Regions from separate parts of the Sus scrofa genome. Here region 1 is linked to region 2. Evidence: chromatin contacts called from public HiChIP or PLAC-seq data. All regions are on one chromosome and are shown on one strand. Each heading gives the region's core, a stretch centred on a gene start, on an enhancer-like site or on the middle of the called end of the contact. The rest is flanking DNA. Distances are from core to core; before and after follow the strand shown.

The links. HiChIP or PLAC-seq counts read pairs in DNA pulled down with a chosen protein or histone mark.
Region 1: a contact with region 2 is called in an H3K27ac HiChIP or PLAC-seq map of alveolar macrophages. The contact joins the promoter of KIF23 here to the promoter of GLCE in region 2. A contact is called at or near these places in 1 of 5 promoter capture datasets (fetal skeletal muscle), 2 of 47 Hi-C or Micro-C datasets (embryonic fibroblasts and skeletal muscle) and 1 of 2 datasets of contacts at active chromatin or transcription factors (alveolar macrophages).

What each region holds. Positions count from the first base shown.
Region 1 is chr1:167,237,200-167,241,907 of Sscrofa11.1, reverse strand. KIF23 (kinesin-like protein KIF23) reads right to left here and starts at 1,935. Exons shown (of 24, transcript XM_013993340.2): 1 at 1,723-1,935. The coding sequence starts at 1,733.
Region 2 is chr1:167,005,615-167,010,076 of Sscrofa11.1, reverse strand. GLCE (D-glucuronyl C5-epimerase) reads right to left here and starts at 2,147. Exons shown (of 4, transcript XM_001927959.7): 1 at 1,924-2,147.

The DNA.
Region 1 (4,708 bases), core at 686-3,185, 230 kb before region 2:
TAAGCCCTGTGTCACCAAACTGAGACTTAATACCTAACTTATAGTCTCAACCTCTCCCAGGAGCAGACTCTTAAACTAGCCAACCTGGAATTACCTGGTCAGCACTAGTGAGGTGATCTGCCTGACAGACCACTGCCACCCACTAAAGGATGCTAACCTTGCCACGATCTACACATTGCTAGTAATTCTCCTGTCCTGCCCCTGTCTGCCTATAAGTCTTCCATTTTGTAAAGTTCTTCAGCACTCCTTTCTATCTGCTAGACTGGATGCTGCCCAATTCATTAACTGTTAAATGAACCCAATAAGATCTTTAAAATGTACTCTGTTGAATTGTTTTTTAACATCTATTTATAGTTCTATTTGTAAAATAGCTTGCTTATTTTCTTAAGCAACAATTTTACAGACACTACAAATTTGAAAAATCTATGGATAATTGACCACACTTATGTCCAAGGGCATAAATATACAGATGCATAAGCCCATATGCTGTGGGCTTCAGTGCCAACAGCCCATTGCCAAGGCAGACTGAAAAGTGATCAACTTCAATAAAATATAAAAATGCAGATGGAGAAAATCCATTTTTTCATCAAGATTTATGTCTTTACTTTCAAGGAATAAGAAATTATTGAATTCTCAGAACTATCATCCTTTGTCCCCAAAATGTGGTCCCCAAACTGCAATTTCTTGCTCTTTTTAAGTAGGGATGGTAGAAAAAATAATGATTTACTTTATCACTTCTCTACATGCCACTCCCCCTTTTCCCCATTTATCTATAGACTAAACATTTAACGCTAACATTAAATGAAGTTATTGGCTCGGACTACAGACTATTAAAATACTTTCTCAACACTTCCCCAGGTGAAACAAGCAAATTCGTGTTTTAAGTCCAAGATATTATGGTAGATTTATTTAACCTCCGTATTTTTCTTCCCAAAGATAAAGATTTTGACTTTAGCCTCTTAAGAAAACAAGTTGCCTTTTGCAAACGACTAGCTACATGATGACGACAAATATAAAGTCAGCCCTCTTCTTTGCACAAGTATTTCGATACCCAATAGCAGTCAAGGAATGAGTGTGCCCTGGGAACATCACTCCACTCGGTGAGGAATGTGGGCGTGTGCATTTATGCCCGAGGACCGGGTTGTGTGAGACCAAAGAATAGAGAAAAGTAACCGAACGACAACCGGGAGTGGTCTCGGCCCCCTAGGCTAAGAAAAGCCCGCAATGCACACCGATGCCAAGACTCTCCAGGGGCTGAGACCACTTACCCAACCAACCCCAGGATACAACACTTGGCCCCACACCCAAGTCGACCTCCGACCCGCACTAACTCGGCAAAATGCAACCCGGGGCCGCGGACGACCAGGGAGGGAAAGGGGAACTTCAGAAAAGGTTGGAGCCGCTGGTCCGGAGCCAGGTGGAGGGCGACCCGGCTAACTGGAACCGGAGTCGCAGTCCAAACCTCCCTCACCCCTAACTAGGGGCCGACATTTCTTGGTCGAAGTGAAGCCGGGGCGGGGAGCCGGGGCGGCCGACTCCGGGCGGCTGGGAGCTGGGATGGTCCAAGCGGACGGGTCTCGACGCCCAGGTCCCCCCCTCCCCCAGGAGGTCCTGGTGGGGGTTCCCTCCCACTCTGGGGGCCACACTCCGGGAGGCTCCGGGCTCAGGGCCGAAGGCGCGGCCCGGGGCGGCTCAGCCCCAGCTCCGCGGCCCGGTACTCACGCTGGCTTCATGGCAGCAGGCTCGACGCTGCCCGGATGCGAGCACGGAACGCCGGGCTCGGTCGGGCGGGCTGGCGAGGACGGCGGACCGTAGAGACCGGCCTCGGGAACACAGACTCTGCCTTTCAGGCGCGGCGCTCCGTAAAGCCGGGAGACGCCGCTGCCGGCGCAGGTGAGCTCGCGCCCGGCGCATTTCAAACCACCCAATCAGCGCCCGCCCGCGGGGAAGGGGCGGGGCTTATGAGGAACCTCCTCCTTTGCGGGAAATGGCGCTCGTCTCCCAGGCGACCGACGCCGGAAATAGCGTCGGCTGTGTGAGTGATGAGAGCGGGATGGGGAAGCGGGTCTCAGACATTAGGAAGTACAACAGCTTCCATGGTCCTATGAGAACACTGAGAGTTTCCTTTCCCACAGCACGAGAAGTCCGATAGAAGGGCAAGTCCAGGGTTAATTCAGTGGTCAACAGTGTCGTTCCGCCCAGGAGTGTCCTTTACTTGGGCTGTGCCCTGCACAGAGTCTCAGACTCTCTCTTCGGAGTCCAGATCATGGTATCCCCTTGGCTTCCTATTTCTCTCTTCTTCACTTTTCCTGGGATCTCCCTCTCTGGTTCCTCCACCTCTTTCCTGTATATCAAAGTCTTAACAATGATTGATACTGGGCATACCGAGATAAATAAAATTTTGATCCTTGTCCTTGAGGAGCAACGTCCAGAACCACTCTTTTCTAAGATGAACTGATTTTATTTCACTTTGACTATCAGTATGAATCTATGTACGTGCTCTTATGGAACTGTGGTCCCATCTCCTCAGCTTTCTACAGGACCAGACGATTAAGGATTGACATATCTCCAGCCCATACTGTTCCACATAAAGATGGTTCCAGTGTTTGCTACTATAGACATAGTTATAGAGAATAAACTTGAAAATCTATTATTTACACAGAATTGCTGCGTCAGAGAGTACACAGCTGCAGCTCCAATTCAACCTCTAGCCTGGGAAAATGAGGCCAAAAAAAAAAGATAAAAGACGTTTAATCGTATATTTTTCCTAATGCTTTTATTGCTTTGTTTTTTATGTTTAAGTCTTTGAACCATTAGAACTTTATTTGTCGTCAAATAAGAGGTTGGGATCTGTATTACTTAGGAATTGGGCTGGGCTGCTACCTTACCTTTTTGGCCACACCCATGGCATATGGATGTTCCTGAACCAGAGATGGAATGTGAGTCACAGCTTCGATCTACACCACAGCTGTGGCAATGCCAGTTCCTTAACCCACTGCACCACACACGGAACTCCCGCTTACCACTTAATTACTAGGCAGCCTGGCTTTAGTCTCAGTCTTTCCACTTGAACTCTTCTCAGCAAGATCATTGATGCTAAAACAATTTGGCTCTTCCCCACACTTATCTTTCTTGACCTCTTAACACCCTAAAAAATATTTCCCATTCCTTTGTTTTCCTCCTAGATTTCTAGCCCCTCTTTTTCAGCCTCATTTGTGAGTTCTCTTTTGTCCCTTAAATATTGTGGTTTAGGGTTTTGACCTGGTGGTCACTAGCTGCGCTCTCTCCCCAGGCACGCCCATAGCTTCACGTACTATTCATGTTTGCTTTTCTGGGCTCCAGTTGCATATGTCCAACAGCCTACTGAATTCTACACCTGGATGCCCAACAAGTACCTCACACATGACACATCCTAATCTCTTCCCTGAACTTGTTCTCCCTCAGTGGATGGCATTATCGTCTATGCACCCACCCAAGCCCAAGTGCAAAGTACCATCTTTGACTTTTGCCTCTTCTTCTGTTCCAACATTCAATCATCAAATCTTGACAGTTCTACCAACTAAATAGCCTTCAAACCTCTCCTCTTCATCCCCTTGGCCACTACCATCTCTTGTCTGGATGGCAGCAACTGTAACCTAACAGGCCTCCCCGCTGCCATCTTCCAATCCTGGTTCCTTTTTGCAGCCAGCTCACCACTAAATCATAGATCTGATCATCTCCCTACATGTAATACTAAAGTAATTCCCATTGCTGGAGGCCCTCTACAGGCCCAGAGGCTCTTCCTCTCCAAGCTCATCGCGTATCATTTCCCACTGCATTCCTCCAGCCAGGAGGACCTTCAGTGCCCTGAACACACTGGGCTCAGACACCATGGCCCTCTGCTGTCAAGCTCTCCTCCCTCCCTTCTGACAATGCCTCCTTACCTCAGATCCCAGCAGATCTTCTGCCAATGATCCTGCTCGGGGTGTTGGACCCCTGCTCTCCATCTACTGTCCCCTCCCCTCCCTCAGTCATTGCGCCTGTTGATTTGTTCAGAGCTCGCATTGCCATCTGCAATCGCTGTTTAGTAGTCTCCTCTACCAGCTTATCCCCACATCATCACTAGATGGCGCTGTTGTAGCCCCCGTGCCGGCAATGAAGGTGCTCCATACGTGTCTGAACCCATGCCTTCTTCACAGAACACCCCGATCCAGGACCCAGCTACAGTGCACCAACCCTAGCTTTTCTTTAGATAAGTTTCCTCTTCCCTTCTCACTTATGTCCTTATTAAAGCTGACTTAATTTTTTAATGTCAATTCATTATATCATTTCTCTGTTCAAAAATGGTCAAGCACTCTCCATCGCTAGCTGGTAAAAGACTTGCATTTTTCCCCTGGAATTAGAGATCCAGACCAAGGTGAAGGTAGGAGAGGGGTAGAGAATAGAAGGGAGGCTTTTTTAAAAGATCAGGTTTATTGAAGTATAATTTACAAACATTAGAATTCACCCTTTTTATTTGTACCATCTATGTATTTGACAGACACACACACCATCCTATATAGCCACTGGCATGGTCAAATGTGTAATATTCCCATCACATCAAAAATTGCCTTGTGCTGCTCCTTCTCAGTCAATTGCCTTTCCCTACCACCAGTCCTTGGCAATCACTTTTCTGATTTCCTTCGAGTTCTGTCTTTTCTTTCTTTCTCTCTCTCTCTCTCTCTCTCTC
Region 2 (4,462 bases), core at 898-3,397:
TTTTGGTTTGATTTATAACCAAAACAAAACCAAAACCAAAACCAAAGAACTCAACATTTCCAAAGAGTTAGGTATGACTATGTAAAATTTCTTGTATTTTTTTAATGATTACAAGAGTCAAGGTTTAGGTATAATATCACTAATGTTTCTGGTCCTAAAATCAAAAGAAATGTTATTAAAAAAAACAAACTGTCACTAAGAAAAAGACTAAGGCAGGCAAAATTCTTTGCTTTGACATACTCAAATGTGTTTATCCCAAATTACAGAATTACTATGCGTACAGGTTCCAATGCCTGCCACATGAGACTTCATTTACAGGCCCCTATGATAAAGCAACTATCTAACCAGAAGAATTGTCAAGCAAAAAAGCACACAGACTTTCTAATTTATACATTAAAAAGAAGAAGAAGAAGAACACATATGCACAGGTCATTTTATTTGAATTCCACTGAAGCCTGGGGTAGTTACCAAGGATTCTGCAAAGAAATCAAGACTAACTGTACCTCTACAATACAACGGTTAAACGGGATTTTCTCTAAAAGAGCTCTGTGAGCAATCCTTCCAGGTTTCAAATGACGCTTCTGCAGAGCTCTAGCTTTGGAACTTCAAATTCCAATGCGTTATTTGGAGGCTGAAATTATCCCTCTCCACAAGCTTTCCAAAGGACAGAGCGAAGCCAGAACACACTTCCAGCACTACTTGACTGCCTAATACTCCGGCAAGACCTCAGGACAGATCTAATAATGCAGGATCAGCAAAGCAGACCACCTAGAAAAGGAAGCCAAAACCACACAGCCTTCCCTGTCCTCAGCAGCTTCCACGCTCACCCGGAAGACACCCGTCTCCTAAAGAACCTACAGTCCACAAGCCCACTTAAGCTGCTGCCTGCCACTCTCTCGCTCCCAGAGCAGCGAGACCAGCACGCGCCCACAGGGATTCCGAAGCAGAGACAAGAAAATTGCAGAACAAATCCACTATTTCTCTAACTAGCCAACAACATGGATAAATCCTTCAACTAAGCATTGAGTAAATCTCATCTGAGAGAAAGATCTGTTCCAGGATGCTGACCAGCCACTGAGCTGGCTCGGGATGCCACCGGAGCCCACTTGCCGCCCTGAGCCGACCCAGCGCCTGCAGAGCTTCGTCCTTCCTTCGAGATCACCCGGGGACCCGCTAACTCGCCCTGTCGCCCCACAAAAGACTGAAGACCATGCCAAGTTACCGCCCCCCTCTGGGCAAAACAGAAACCCTAATAAAAACGCTGGTCTCCGCGATAAACCCTTTCGCCCCTAGCAGCCCACCAAGGCGACCCTGGACCCTGCAGAACGCATATACAACGCCCTCCAGCCTGGAGACCTCGATAAATAGATCAATCCTCCCGGGACCCCAATACACCGCTTCTTCTTCCCAGGATGCGAAACAAGACGCCCACTCCCGCTCAAAAGACCCTAAAGACCCCACGGATCTGCCCCTTCAGAGACCTAGGACCTTGCTAAACTGAATCCTCTGCCCTCAAAGAGCATGGGACCGCGAGAAAGGACCCTTCGTCCCGAAACCTCGCCATACCACCTCACGGAACTGAAGGACCCTGATAAATCTCCCTCGACATCGAAGAACCGGGACCTTCTACGCCTCCACCCACCCCCTACCCCAAAGCCGGAAGAGCCCCAGGACCCTCAATAAAACGCCTCCTCACCCCAGGAGCCCTGGCACGCGCTACACCGCCCTTGCGCGCCCGCACCCAGATCCCACCCCACCGCCTCCTCGCCCCCAGCACTCCTGAACCCCGACAAGCCTCACGCCCACCAAGCAGCGCCGCGCTGCCCAAGGAGCCGCCCCCGTCGGGAGCCCGCCTGCCCCGGCTGCTCCGTGTCCCCGCTCCCCGACCACTCCTCAGCGCAGACGCGCTCTGGGCTTCCTCACCTGGGCAGCGTCGGAGGGCGAGCGGGCCAGGAAGCCCTGAGGAAGAGAAGGAGGCGGCGAAGAAGGGACGGCTCAGGCCTGCGTCTGCGGTAGCTCCAACCCCTCCGCGAGGAACCGCTTGTGTGGGGAGAACCCTCCCGCTCCGCGCGCAACCGGGAGACCGAGCCACAGCCGTGCCCACAGCTCTTCCCGCGAGATCCCAGCCACAGCGAGAGGCGGGGCCAGGGAGAGGGGCGGCCACGGTGGCTGAGTGACAACTCCGAGAGCCTGGCGGCGGCGGCGCGGGAGGCGGAACCTGGATCCTAATACGACCAATCGTAAAACAAGAAAGGTGATTCGCCCACAGCTTCTCCACTCCCCCGCCCCTCATCAATAAACGAGGGCTAAAGTAGCAGTGACCTTAAGCAGTCTGGGGCAGTAGAAGTTTGTGGGAAGCAGTTCTGGATGCCGTCTTATCTTGTGTGTGGTCCTACCCAGCCTCCGTACTTATACCTGGTTAGAGAAGAAGGCGGTTCTCACACCGCGGTGGGCTGAGACGGTATTTCCCTTGGCTACAGCGTGGCCTGAAGTACTCAAGAGGTTCACCTGTTTGAACGCCCACACTTCTCAGGTTACCCTGTCTAAACCTCTTTCCCCCATCCGGGCCTCTCCTCCCTCCCCACCTCACACAGGGAGCCATTGTTGAGATGCATGTGTTTTCCAAACCCCTACTCGGGACGTCTGTCTGACAAATGACTCTTTTGATTGATGTTTACTTCTACTGAAAGCCTTCTAGAGCAGTAAAAAGTAATCCTCACTGAGTCACCAATATAACAAATTCCAAAATTACATGAAGAGTTGTATCTCTGTGGACCTCAGTGTCTGGCACATACAGGGCTCTGAATAAATGTAAAAGGAATGGCTGAAGAATATGATACTTAAATACAGCTCTCTCTCAGTATCTTGGGAATTGTTTCTAAGTGCCCTGAAGATACCAAAATAATGGATGCTCGAGTGCCCTATGTAAAATATCTGTAGTATTTGCATATAACCTACCTCCTGTAGACATTAAATCTTCTCTTGATCACTTATAATACCTAATAGAGTGTAAATACTACATAAATAGTTGCCAGCGCAACTTCTTAAACTTTGGGGGAATTTTTTCCTGAATACCATGGTTGGTTGAATCCACACATACAGTCAGTGGCTGACTATATATGAAATCTGGACTCGGTCCAGAAAATTCAGGCTTTCCTAGCCTTCCTCTACAATGACAGCCAGTTTCTCCACCCTGAAGTCCAGTCACTTTATTATTATGCCTGTCCTATAGCCTTCATTCATTCCACCTTTCCACCGCAAGAAGTGTTCTTTCTCCTCATCAAGGTTAATCTCTGCACCTGTGCACTGGATCCCAGCCATTCCCAGATTTTGATTAATCAACTATCCTCTCCCCATTATCAGTTTTCCCCTTTAAGCTAGCTTTTCTCTCCCACAGACACATTCAGTCTCCTCCATCCTTTGAACAGAACAAAAACCACCCAACCTGGTCAAGCCTTTCAAACTACTCTATCTCCTTTCTTCTCAGAATCACCGTGCTTGAGAAACTTAAACTATCTTTGCTGTCTTTACCTTCTCATCTCTTATTTACCCCACTACACTGTTGCTTATACCCACACAATCGGCTTTTCTTTCAATGGTCACAAAAGACTTCTTTCTTCTTTCTATTTTGGGGCATCTTTCCCAGTGACCACTCTGCAGCCTTTTGAAAATGCCAGCCATCTACTTCTACCTGCCTAACTACATTCTCCTGATTCTCTAGCTACTCTTCTGACTCTTTTTTTTTTTTTTTTTTTGGATGTAGGGTGGAAAACTCTTTATTCATTTATTTGAAAACTGTTGCATATTGGTGTCTCCTTATCTTATAGCCATACCTGTAAGATTTTAATAAGATTTTTCTTACTCCACACATGGTTCCACACTTTTGAATGCCAATTAGTGGCTCAGACACTGGAAAGAAAACTCTATTCTTGACTCTATCCTCTCCATACATGACATCTCTCCAATGCCCAGTTTCACAAATTATACCATTCTGTGATTCCTTTATTAATCAGTGTAGCAGAATCTGGCTGTGTCTAAATGTGAGAAAAGAGAAAAGCTATGAAGCATACTTAGCCTGGACTGGAGCTTGAAACATTTACATTTGACTTCTAAATTCAGATGCTTTGGAAATGGAAGCTTCTGAAGAGGTCCTGTGTGAAGGGTACACAGGCAGGTTGAATACTAAAAAGGCAGTAAGCCACCCGTCTCACCATCTGTCTTCATGGCACGATGCTTCACTCTGTGGCCTGAAAGTCATGCTCTGTCCTCGCAACCTCTCCATCTGGTACCAAGTGCACCCTTCAGCAAATTGTGTGTTGAGAGCTGTCAAGGAGCCAGACCACTATGGTTTCTGTTTTTGAGATCCAAGCCTAGAATTCTGCTGTAGGTCCTGTACATCTTCCAGTAGTGCTGTGGATGATTCCAGCAGGAGGCTCTATCTCTTCCTTGATCCCAGGACTAA